Linked DNA regions of Pan troglodytes: regions 2 and 3 are each linked to region 1. Evidence: chromatin contacts called from public HiChIP or PLAC-seq data. All regions are on one chromosome and are shown on one strand. The core of a region is the stretch at or near the end of the contact, and the rest is flanking DNA. Distances in the headings are between cores, read along the strand shown.

Evidence for each region. HiChIP or PLAC-seq counts read pairs in DNA pulled down with a chosen protein or histone mark.
Region 2: a contact with region 1 is called in an H3K4me3 HiChIP or PLAC-seq map of stem cell-derived excitatory neurons, with 5 times the contacts expected there. The contact joins the promoter of ZNF668 here to the promoter of STX4 in region 1. A contact is called at or near these places in 1 of 7 Hi-C or Micro-C datasets (stem cell-derived neural progenitor cells) and 1 of 1 datasets of contacts at active chromatin or transcription factors (stem cell-derived excitatory neurons).
Region 3: an H3K4me3 HiChIP or PLAC-seq map of stem cell-derived excitatory neurons shows a contact between it and region 1, with 4 times the contacts expected there. The contact joins the promoter of HSD3B7 here to the promoter of STX4 in region 1. A contact is called at or near these places in 1 of 7 Hi-C or Micro-C datasets (blood) and 1 of 1 datasets of contacts at active chromatin or transcription factors (stem cell-derived excitatory neurons).

Annotation. Positions count from the first base shown.
Region 1 is chr18:35,059,642-35,062,933 of NHGRI_mPanTro3-v2.0_pri, reverse strand. It overlaps STX4 (syntaxin 4), which reads right to left and starts at 2,033. Exons shown (of 13, transcript XM_063797776.1): 1 at 1,434-2,033; 2 at 1,155-1,256; 3 at 944-1,043; 4 at 733-807; 5 at 227-297. The coding sequence starts at 1,463.
Region 2 is chr18:35,100,365-35,103,759 of NHGRI_mPanTro3-v2.0_pri, reverse strand. ZNF668 (zinc finger protein 668) reads left to right here and starts at 2,085. Exons shown (of 3, transcript XM_016929742.3): 1 at 2,085-2,216. ZNF646 (zinc finger protein 646) reads right to left here and starts at 2,082. Exons shown (of 3, transcript XM_063797766.1): 1 at 1,995-2,082.
Region 3 is chr18:35,010,487-35,013,678 of NHGRI_mPanTro3-v2.0_pri, reverse strand. It overlaps HSD3B7 (hydroxy-delta-5-steroid dehydrogenase, 3 beta- and steroid delta-isomerase 7), which reads right to left and starts at 1,845. Exons shown (of 7, transcript XM_009430679.5): 1 at 1,334-1,845; 2 at 789-956; 3 at 409-564; 4 at 82-190; 5 at 1-8. The coding sequence starts at 1,634. It overlaps SETD1A (SET domain containing 1A, histone lysine methyltransferase), which reads right to left. Exons shown (of 19, transcript XM_016929721.4): 18 at 2,859-2,996; 19 at 1,967-2,781. The coding sequence ends at 2,608.

The DNA.
Region 1 (3,292 bases), core at 784-3,283:
GAATGGAAGAAAATAAAGCAGGGTGTTATAACCGGACTGAGCATCAGGAGACCTGGCTTCCTGACCTTGAGCAAGTTCTTTCTCTCTCTGAGCTCAGTTTCCCCATGTGGAAAAGTCATCCAACTGGACTCCATGATCTCTGCAGGCCCTTCCTTCATACACCTGTCATCTAATACTTCATGAAACATTTGCTGAAATGTCCTCATTTCTGAGAAAAAAAACCCACCTGGGTTTTTCTCATTCTTGTGTTGACGGAGTTATAGTTCTCATCAGCTTCCTCCTTCTGGGGCTCTATGGCTGTGGGAAGACACAGGGGTATTGGGGGTACTTGTCTCCATAGGATTTTTAGGGAAATATAATTTATCATAAAATGACTAAGGCTGAGCCTCTAAGAGGAGAAAGTAAGTTTATTTTTCTTTGCATTACATCACTGAGTTCCCATAGGTATGCAGAGGCCACCTAACAAAACTCCATCTCCCTGCCCAAAGAATGCCCAGTGGGCAGCGATAACTGTGTAAGTAAATGGTTTCATTGTAAATAAAAGAACCTGAGAGGCGGACTTGTGCTGTGGAGAGTACAATGGCCTGGAGGCCAGGAGACAGAGATGCTAGACCCAGGCCTGCTGTGTGACCTGGATATATCACTGGCTTCTCTGGGCCACACACTCCCCAGATATACCAACAACAGGGCAGGATCAGAGGGAAGGATCTGTCTGAGGTCCCAGGAGCTCACCCTTCAGCTGCAGGCGGATCTCCCTCCCCAGCTGTTTGATCTCATCGCGCAGGTTCTGCAGCTCCTGCTTCATGCCTGAATAAGAGAAGGCCAAGACTCCCAAACAGCAGCCCCCACCTCAACAAACCACTCTGGCCACCACCTGCATGGAACTACAACCCCCACAATCCCTGGGGCGGAGCATGCGCCCTGCAGCCGGGGTTTCACTCACTCTCCTCGGGAAGGGGCGTGGCCAGGATGGTGACCTGCTGTTTCTCCAACTCCTGGACTTTATTCCCCAGTTTGACAATAGTCTGCCGAATTGTCCGGACCTGGGGAGGGTGACCGAGAGGGCTGAAAGAGATATGGGGTACTCCAGACCACGCTACTCCTCGGGTCCTCCTACACCCTCGCGAATCCAGGCGGAGACCCCAGCCCCTTACCTTGTGGAAGAACTCCTCGTCCGGGCTCCCCAGCCGTGCCGTGCCCGGGTGCACCACCAGCGCGACCCGCTCCTTGTCCTCTTCGTCCGAGCTGTCATCCCCCTGCCAGGCCCGGAGTCATTGGCACCACCGTTTCGCTGCGGCTCTTACCCCGCAGGACCCACAGGCTTCCGGGACTTTCCTTCCTGGCCATCAGCCACCCCTCCCTATCCCGAAGACCAGAAGTCCTGCGTTCCAGTTCGTCCGCCCGTCCCCATCCCCGCTGCTCTGGCGTCTCACCTGTCTCAGCTCGTGGGTCCTGTCCCGCATGGCGGCCTGAGCTCTCCCTCCCCGGCGCCAGAGCCGGGAGGCCCTCAAATTTGGAATTCCCGTACCCCGCTCACACTCTGACACTCCCCTCCCTCCCCCTGCGGACCCCAACACCCCCACGAGCCGCCAGAGGCTCCGTCCCTTGCACCGCCCACAGTCAATGGGAAGGCGCCGACCCCGGGGACCCCCCAAGGTTCCACAGGTTGGAATTCCCTTTTCTTCCCCCCTCCAGCTCCCGCAGCCTCAGCCCCGCCCCTCCGTGATAAATTCGGGGCATGCGCACATGGTCGCGTCTCTTCCTTGCCCGAGGCTGGGAAGGTGGAGTCGGAAGTTGTTGCGCCCCGAGCGGAAGCGGAGATGCCTGGACGCGAGAACTTGCTACCGTCACCGGAACCGTTGCATCTTCCAACGGAGATGTGGTTGCCAAAAGGGGTAGGAATACGTCATTTGTACGTAATCCGAGACACCCGCATCTCACATCACCCCATGGTGCCCCCACCGCGTCACGTGACCAGCCCGGTCCCAAACTCGTGGACCGCAGAATGTGACCCTGTGACTGTCACGTGTCCCGGCTCTGTCACCGCCGTCTCTGGGACGCCGTTCTCATCACGACGTCCCCGGCACCCCAACGACCGAGCGACGCCCACACGGCCCCCGCGAGGTGGGGAGGGGCGCGCCGACCACCCCCAGAGGCCTTTCGAGGCAGTGGGTGGTAGGACCCTTGCTGACTTCGCCTTTATTGCTTTCGGGTCCAGGGGCGTGGGCGGACTGACGACTTAGCATTTGGGGCTGTCAGCATCATGGGACCTTGAAAATCGGGAAATAATAGGATCCGAGTCGTCAGCGTCAGAAAATTGCAGGGTTGTGTGGGCAGGGAATCTGGGGGTGGGAAGTGACCTCAGCCAAGGCAGAAATCTCTTCTTCCGCATCCTTCTGGCGCAGCCTCTGACAGGTGGGCGGCCAGCCGGCGCCCTCCTTGAACACTGCAGCCCGGCTGCACTCACCACCTTGTGAGCCGTCAGACCATGTCAGGGCAGCTCAGGCTAAGAAAAGTGTTTGTATTGATCACGCTGCCTCCCTGCCACTCACACCCCCCCAGCCCCTGCCTTGCATCTGAGTCCAGGTAATGACTTTGTTCTTAACTGAATCTGGGGAGTTCCTAGCTCAGTACCAAGAACATTACGGGCCCTCTATAAATACTTGTGGACAGAATTTCAGGCTTTCATGTATCTGAGGATAAAGCCCCTGGTTCCTTGGTCTTCTTTAGGCTTCAGGCTTTCTGACTGTGACACTTCTCTAATCCTGGCTATCTAGATATTCACTCATTTTTTATTTTTAAAAATTTTTACGAGATGGGGTCTCACTATGTTGTCCAAGCTGGTCTCTAACTCCTGGGCTTAAGCAATCCTTCTGCCTCAGCTTCCCAAAGTGCTGGGATTACAGGCATGCACCACCATGCACAGCAACATTCAGTCATTTAATGGATATTTTTTGGGCACATAGTATGGGCCAAACACTGTTCTAGGGCTGGAGATACATCAAGGACTAATAGACAAAAATTCCTGCACTCGTGGAACTTATATTCTCTAGAAGGAGTCCCCAAGGTCACTCAGCAAGTCTCAGCATAGCCGGGAATGAATAACAGGTCTCCTGGACCCCAGGGCTCTGTCCAGGAAGCTTCTGTGAAGGTACAAGCAAGGAAAGGAATGGACCCTTTCTGCTATGCCCTGGTCAGGAAACCTAGATTCCTGGGACTGAGTTGCTATGGACTTCTGGAAATTGCTTCCTGTCTCTAAGTGTGGATCTCCCTCTGCACAGTGGGTAACTGT
Region 2 (3,395 bases), core at 836-3,335, 41 kb before region 1:
GTGACATCTTAAAAGGACACCAAAACCTTCTCTAGGCCTTTCAATAAGAGAAGTCCAAATCTTCCTACTTCATCTCTCAGCCAAACAGAGTAGCTGAGAAGCACTGAAAAAGCAGCTGTTTCCTCCAGTTAATAGCTGAGGACCTGAGAGGAGAGGTTAGAGGCCTCCTTCAGGGAAAGGGCTGGCTTGTTCCCCCACCACCCCGAGTCATTTCAGTGTCACAAGGTCTCTTTTCCTTGTGACAAGAGAGTTAAGAGAGTTAAGACTCTCTTAACTGGGCCAGGCGTGGTGGCTCACGCCTGTAATCCCAGCACTTTGGGAGGCCGAGGCTGGTGGATCACCTGAGTTCAGGAGTTCAAGACCAGCCTGGCCAACATGGTGAAACCCTGTCTCTACTAAAAATACAAAAATTAGCCGGGCGTGGTGGTGGGCACCTGTAATTCTAGCTACTCAGGAGGCTGAGGCTGAAGAACTGCTTGAACCTGGGAGGTGGAGGTTGCAGTGAGCTGAGATCCCACCACAGCACTCCAGCCTGGGTGACAGAGCGAGACTCCATCTCAAAAAAACAAAAAACCCCAAAAGACTCTCTTAGCGACTTCTTTTATCTACTTCCCTTGAACTCAAACTATCTTCCATCTTGGGAATAACATCAATACCAGGTTGTAATGTCACTTCATTGCCTACCTTTTCTCTCCCATGCCTCCTGATCTTACCCTCACCAGTCTTTCTCATTTTTTTCTTCTGCCTCCTCTCTTAATACTGATGATGACAGCAACTCATGAAGAGTATTATATTACCATGTGCCAGGCACTGTGCTAACTATATTCATTGTGTTACTCAATCCTCAGAACACACGGCAATGCCTGTTATTCTAGTTCACGTAACAGCAAACCCCCTGACTGAGGCGGTCTTCATCCCAAAGCCCTTGCTCTCTCATGCCTCCTACATCGTCTTGTCCTTCTCCAACTCTGACTCTTCTTCCCATGGGACCCCAGTACAACTGTTTCCGACCGTAAACCCCTTCACTGAACCTGCCCCCGGAATTCTCACCTCACAAAGCCCCTTTGATCAAAAGTCCCCTCCCCTAGTCAACCACCAATGAAGTCCTCTGACCTCACTCATCTCGTCTGCCAATTTCCTCTCAAGACGCCTACCTCGCACCGGCGGCCCCCTCTCCTTCCCGCCGCGGGCGCGTCAGTTGGGGACCGCGAACGAGAGCGCGCCTGCGCACTGGGACCCTTACCCTAACTGCAGCCGCGCGCCCCAAGGGGTGGCTGTCGGGGGGCTCTCGCGCTCCCACACACGCACACTCAGCCAGGGTTCCCGGGAGGTGGGAGGGAAGGGAAAGAGGGAAAGGAGAAGGGGGGAAGAGGAAGGAGGTAGAGAAAAGAGGGCGCAGCTGGCATGAGCCAGGAGTCTACCCCCAGCTCTGCGGACACTTCCTATTGTTACTAGGAAACAGGAAGTGTCCTTAGGTACAAAAGCTTCCCCGCGAAACTTCCGCTTCGGGAGCACTGCCTGTCCCGCCTCCGAGCCGCAGTTTTACGCAGACACACTTCCGGCGCTAGGTTCTAGGTCTGCACGGCTGACTCCGCCCACGTAGGTCACAACGCGGCGTCTTTGCACGCTATGCTAGCCACACTTCCGGCAAGAGCAGCTAGAATCGTTCCGGTGCACATTGAATAGACGCAGAAAGGGAGAAAAAGATTCTACAGCCCTGGCCACAGTACTTTGGTGACACTTTTCGTGGGGCTCTCTGGAGGACTTTTCCCAAGGCAGATGGAGAAAACTTCGTGAAACCCACTCCTTGCTATTAAAGGAAATGTTGTGGAATATAATTGGACTTAGGTTTTGCAGAGCTTGAGCATGGCCTTTTTGTCCTCCCACCTTCTGGTTCTTGAAGACATTGCCGGTGACCTGGCCCCAGACTAACACAAGGCGGGCGTATACCGTCAGCCTGCCCGGCGTCCCCTTGCCTCAGCACACACACAGACCTCTTGCAAGATGCTTCTCTGCCGCCATAGGCTGGAGGTTCCCCGGGAACTTTCCCTTCCTTCCTAGCTGAGGAAGATCCCTCACTTCCGCTCGCCGCGCCACCGGTCCCACCTCCCCGCCCCCCGCTGGGTCCTAGCGCCGGCCTCTGTTTGGCAGGGTCCGGGCTCCGTCGGTGCGAGGAGCCGACGCCGACGCCACGGAGTCAGCACAAGTCTCATCAGGTAGGAAACGCCGGCGGGAAGCCGCGAGGGCCCCGGGCAGCTCCCACGCGGCCACGATCCGAGCTGGCCTCAGTTTCCCTGCGGGCGCCGAGGGCGGGCCGGGTTGGCCCAGCGCGAGCAGCGCGGGCGGGGCGGGCTGTGAGCGGCCCCGGGCGCATTGCGGGCCCAGCAGGTCCTAGAACCCGCCGGCTGTCTCCGCGGTTCTGGGCTGCGGACACCCAGGCTCGGCCCGCGCGGCTGCTGGCCCGGCGCGGTGTGGTCCCGGGGGTCCTAGAGCCCGCCATGTTGCGGGTTTTTGTCCCGGCCGCGCGGCCCGCGCTGCAAGATCCTAGGCGCCGGCGGGCCCCTCCCCTGCTGAGGCCCGGCCACCACTCCCGCGGTCCTAGAGAACGCCATCTTGCAAGCCTTTGTCCCTCATTCGGCCTTCCGTCCATTCATTTGTTCATCTCCTCATCCTTCGTTCAGTCCTCCTTGCCACGTCCTCCGAGGCCACGTTTTCTGAGGCTCATAACCGGGGTCCTGCCCTCCAGGGGCTGCCTGGCTGGCGGGGGCGCCGCGTACAGACGGTTGCGAGGAGCGAGGAGCTCCGGGTTTCTGCAACTCTCGGCTCCTCGGCGCGCTTCGTAGGCCCCACCGCCCTTCAAACTCCCACAAACTTAAGGGACCCCATTTTACTGATGAGGAAACTGAGGTCCAGAGCGGCGTGGGGCCCTTACCTCTCTACTGCCATTAAGTATTCCTGAGGGCACTAGGGAAGGGGGTTCTTGAAGGATGTAAAGGGGCTTTCCCGTTGGAGAAGGCAGGCAAGGGCTCCCGAGCCCAGGAAACTGCATCTAGAGGTGGAGGATTGAGAATTGTGGCTGGAGGTTCGGTCGCTGCCGGGAGGAGGACTCTGTCGCTGGAGCTGAGGCTGGAAAAGTAGGTTGGGATCAGGTTGTGAACTGGCCCGGTAGGAGGCCTAGAATATGATTAGCGCTCACTTCTGCAGGGTTCATCCGCTCACTACGTCACTCCTGGCCGTGAGGCCTGTGTGGTGACTGCTTGTTTAGAGATGGGAAGATTGAGGTGCCTCCTTTTTCTCCTCATCCCTGCCCCAGGGTCCTAGCCTAGGATTTTTGGAAATTGAATCTTTGCTTGCCTAGTGAGACAGCAGAACTTCATCCCCTTCCTAAGCCAGTA
Region 3 (3,192 bases), core at 596-3,095, 49 kb after region 1:
CGTTGCCCCTGGTGGGAGGAGAAGGAAGACTCAATGCTGAGGGAAATGGGCTCTTAGAGGACAAGAGGGCCTGCCACTCACCTGTAGAAGGGGTGACCTTTGGTGTTAGGCCCCACAACTTCCATGCTGCTGGTGTAGACCAGGAACCGTGTTCCGGTCTGCACACAAGCCTCGATCACGTTCCGGGTACCTGGCAGAGGAGGGGGCATATCCAAGCTGCAGCTTCTTCCCTCTCTGCATCTTCCTCCTCCCCATCCCAGGTCCAGGGAAAACCATGACAGGTCAGGGGAGGCGGGGGCAGGGCTGTCAATAGGACAACTTGTCCCAGGGGAGTCACCGGAGGTCAAGGCCAAAGACAGAGTGGGGAACAAACAGGCAAGATGGCCAGGAGTGTCCAGAGCTCCTCACCCTGCACGTTGACCTCATGGATGGTCTCGGGACTGGCCCTGCCAAACACGTCTACCAGCCCAGCCGTGTGGATGACCACATGGGCTCCGGCCACAGCTGCTGCCACCTCATGGGCCTGGGTCACGTCCCCCTGGATGGCAGTCACCCTCACAGGCCCTGGCCGGGGTTGGAGGACACAGGCCATGTCAGAGCTGGGGCCAGAGGCCAGAGGCTGGGTTCATCTTCCACCCTGGAGTCACGTTCCCAATGTGACTCACTCGACCCATCCATGTGGACAGAAACCAGCATCATCTGTTCCACTGCAGGGGTGGGGATCCCAGCTTGGGAAGGGTTGGGGAAGCGTCCACACCCTCTCCACCACAAGCTCCCCCAACAAGAACCTGTCTTCAGCTCCTCCAGCCAGGGACCCAGGTGTCGGTCAAAGACCCGCAGCTCCCCGAGCCGGGGCTCCCGCTGCAGCAGCATTCGCACCACGTGCTCTCCCAGGAAGCCACAGCCCCCTGTGACCAGGTACACCAGCTTCTGGGCCTGTGCAGAGTCGGCCATGCCTGGCTGGGGAAGAGACCTTGGCTCATCCAGGGGCTGGCTGCCACCTGCTGCAACCACCTGTTACTGCTGGAGGTGCCCTGGAGCGGTGACGAGGCTGGCGTTTGGGGGGAGGGCAGAGCTGATCCTGGGAGCTGCAGCAACCAGGCCACCTGCCGTCTGCCCCTGCTGATGGCTGAGTTATGGAGAGAGGGGCAGGCTTGGGGTGCAGGAAGGGGTCAGGGTTTAGGGAGAGAGATTTGAAGGCAGTAAAAGGGTGGGGAGGCCAGGAGTTGAGGGAGGTGGAGGGAAGGTTATAGGAAGGTGGGAAGGGCCGGATGGAGGGAAAGGCCACCTGGGCACTGGCAGTGCCTCTGCCTACCTGCAGCCGCTATCCTACCTGCGGCCGCTATCCCAGGGTGCCCAGACTGGCCCGGAGGGGCCCTCTTCTTTCGTCCAGGGCTGGCCGGCCCGCACACCGTCCTTCCGCTGGCTCCTCCTTCTCCCTCCTGCCCCATTCCAGGAACAGAGACCCGCCCAGCCACAACCCCCACCACTCTTGCCCCAAGGCACCCCCTGGCGGCCGCTCTGTGCTCCACTGGCATCTGGGTCCAGCGGAGAACTTGGTGGGGATGAAGCTCGAACTTGCAGAGTGGGCTGAAGGGGTCTGGGGCTGTGGGTGGAGCCAGCGGTGACCTCATCCCACAGTGTGACCTCAGGCCTTCCCTCCTGCTGGGCTTCCCAGGAGGCCGGAGGTCCAGCCGCAGCTGTGATTGTAGGAAGGGGAAGCCTGACCTTGGCACCACCCTGGCGGGCACTGGTGGGGTATTCCTGGTGCGGGTGCGGCTGCTGCAGCCTGTCAGGGGGTCCGAGACAGTCTCGGACTGTCTCTGCAGGTCTGGGCTCTTGCCTGAAGGCCCCTTTACCTGCCCCACACTTCAGGTACCCACTTTTCCCTCTCTTCATCTTGCCCAACCCTCCATGCCCTCTACCCCCAACCCCTTGCTCCTGCCCAAATACACCGACCAAACACTTTTGTACAATAAAGTTTAATCACAATTATAAAAATGTGGCGTCGGGTTTGCGCTATTAACATATGTACAGTCCAGCCCAGCAGAAGGGACCCACCCCGCCATCCTGGCCTGGCTGAGCCGGGGAGTGACACCAGGGTGGAAGGGTGACCCTCAGGGTCTGGCAGGAACAGATGAGGCAGGGTTCCAGGCACGGAGTCCCCAGGACTGGGGGTGCAGAGCCCCCCCAGGGGGAGAACATGGCCACTGCCCCAGAGACCCCTAAACTGGGGAGGGGTACACGCAGGGCATAAGGGGAAGTCCCCATTAACACAAAGCGAGAGGACTGTGTAGCCCCCCAGGACAGAATCTGTACAGGCCGGCACCCCAGGTTTCCACAGGAAACAGCTGCTGGCTGCTACAAAACATTTACAGCTTCTTCTCCGCAAAGAAAAACAATCAGGGGGTGGTGGGCAGGGGTGACAAGAGAGGCAGAAGCTGCCTCCAGGGACTGAGGCTCCCTCGCTGGACTTGGGGCGCCCAACCCCACGCTTGGAGATGGGGGCATGTGGGCCCTGCTGAGCCCACTAAGGCTGGGGGGGTGCTGGGAGCTCAGGGCACCAGGGGGAATAAATAGGGGTGTGGGCACCCATCCTGCCCCACCTCAGTTTAGGGAGCCCCGGCAGCTCTCCGTGCCACACAGACACGGGATCTTGTTGTCTTCCAGTGGGAACTTGTAGTCGTAGGTGATCTCCTCGTCCACGCCAATGGGCTGCTTGGAGTAGATCACGATTTTCTTCTGGGACTCGATGGTGATGACCTTGGCGTAGCAGTTGGGCTGCGGATGGAAGGGCGTGTGAGCCGTGGCCACCCCCACCGACCCCCAACTCCTGCCCCGGCTGGCCCCTGGCGCACCGTGCAGCAGTGGTTGATGAATCTGGCCAGGTTGCCACACTTGGTGGCATCGATGATGGTGTCGTGGTCCACCCGGAACAGGTAGCTGCTGCCAATGCCCTCCTGCACGTAGCGCTTCTCCCGCATGTCGGCCACCATCTGCCAGGGTGAGATGCGATGGTCAGGGAAGAGTCCCCCACTTCCTGCCCCTGAGCACGCCTGCCAGCCAGCACCCCAGGTCCACGCCCACCAGGCCTGGAGCTGCAGCTCTGCCTCCAGCTCCTGCTAACCCGGCACTGACTCTCTCGACTCTGCTTCCAGGAGCCCTCCCTCTTTGGGGCAGCATCCTAAGCCT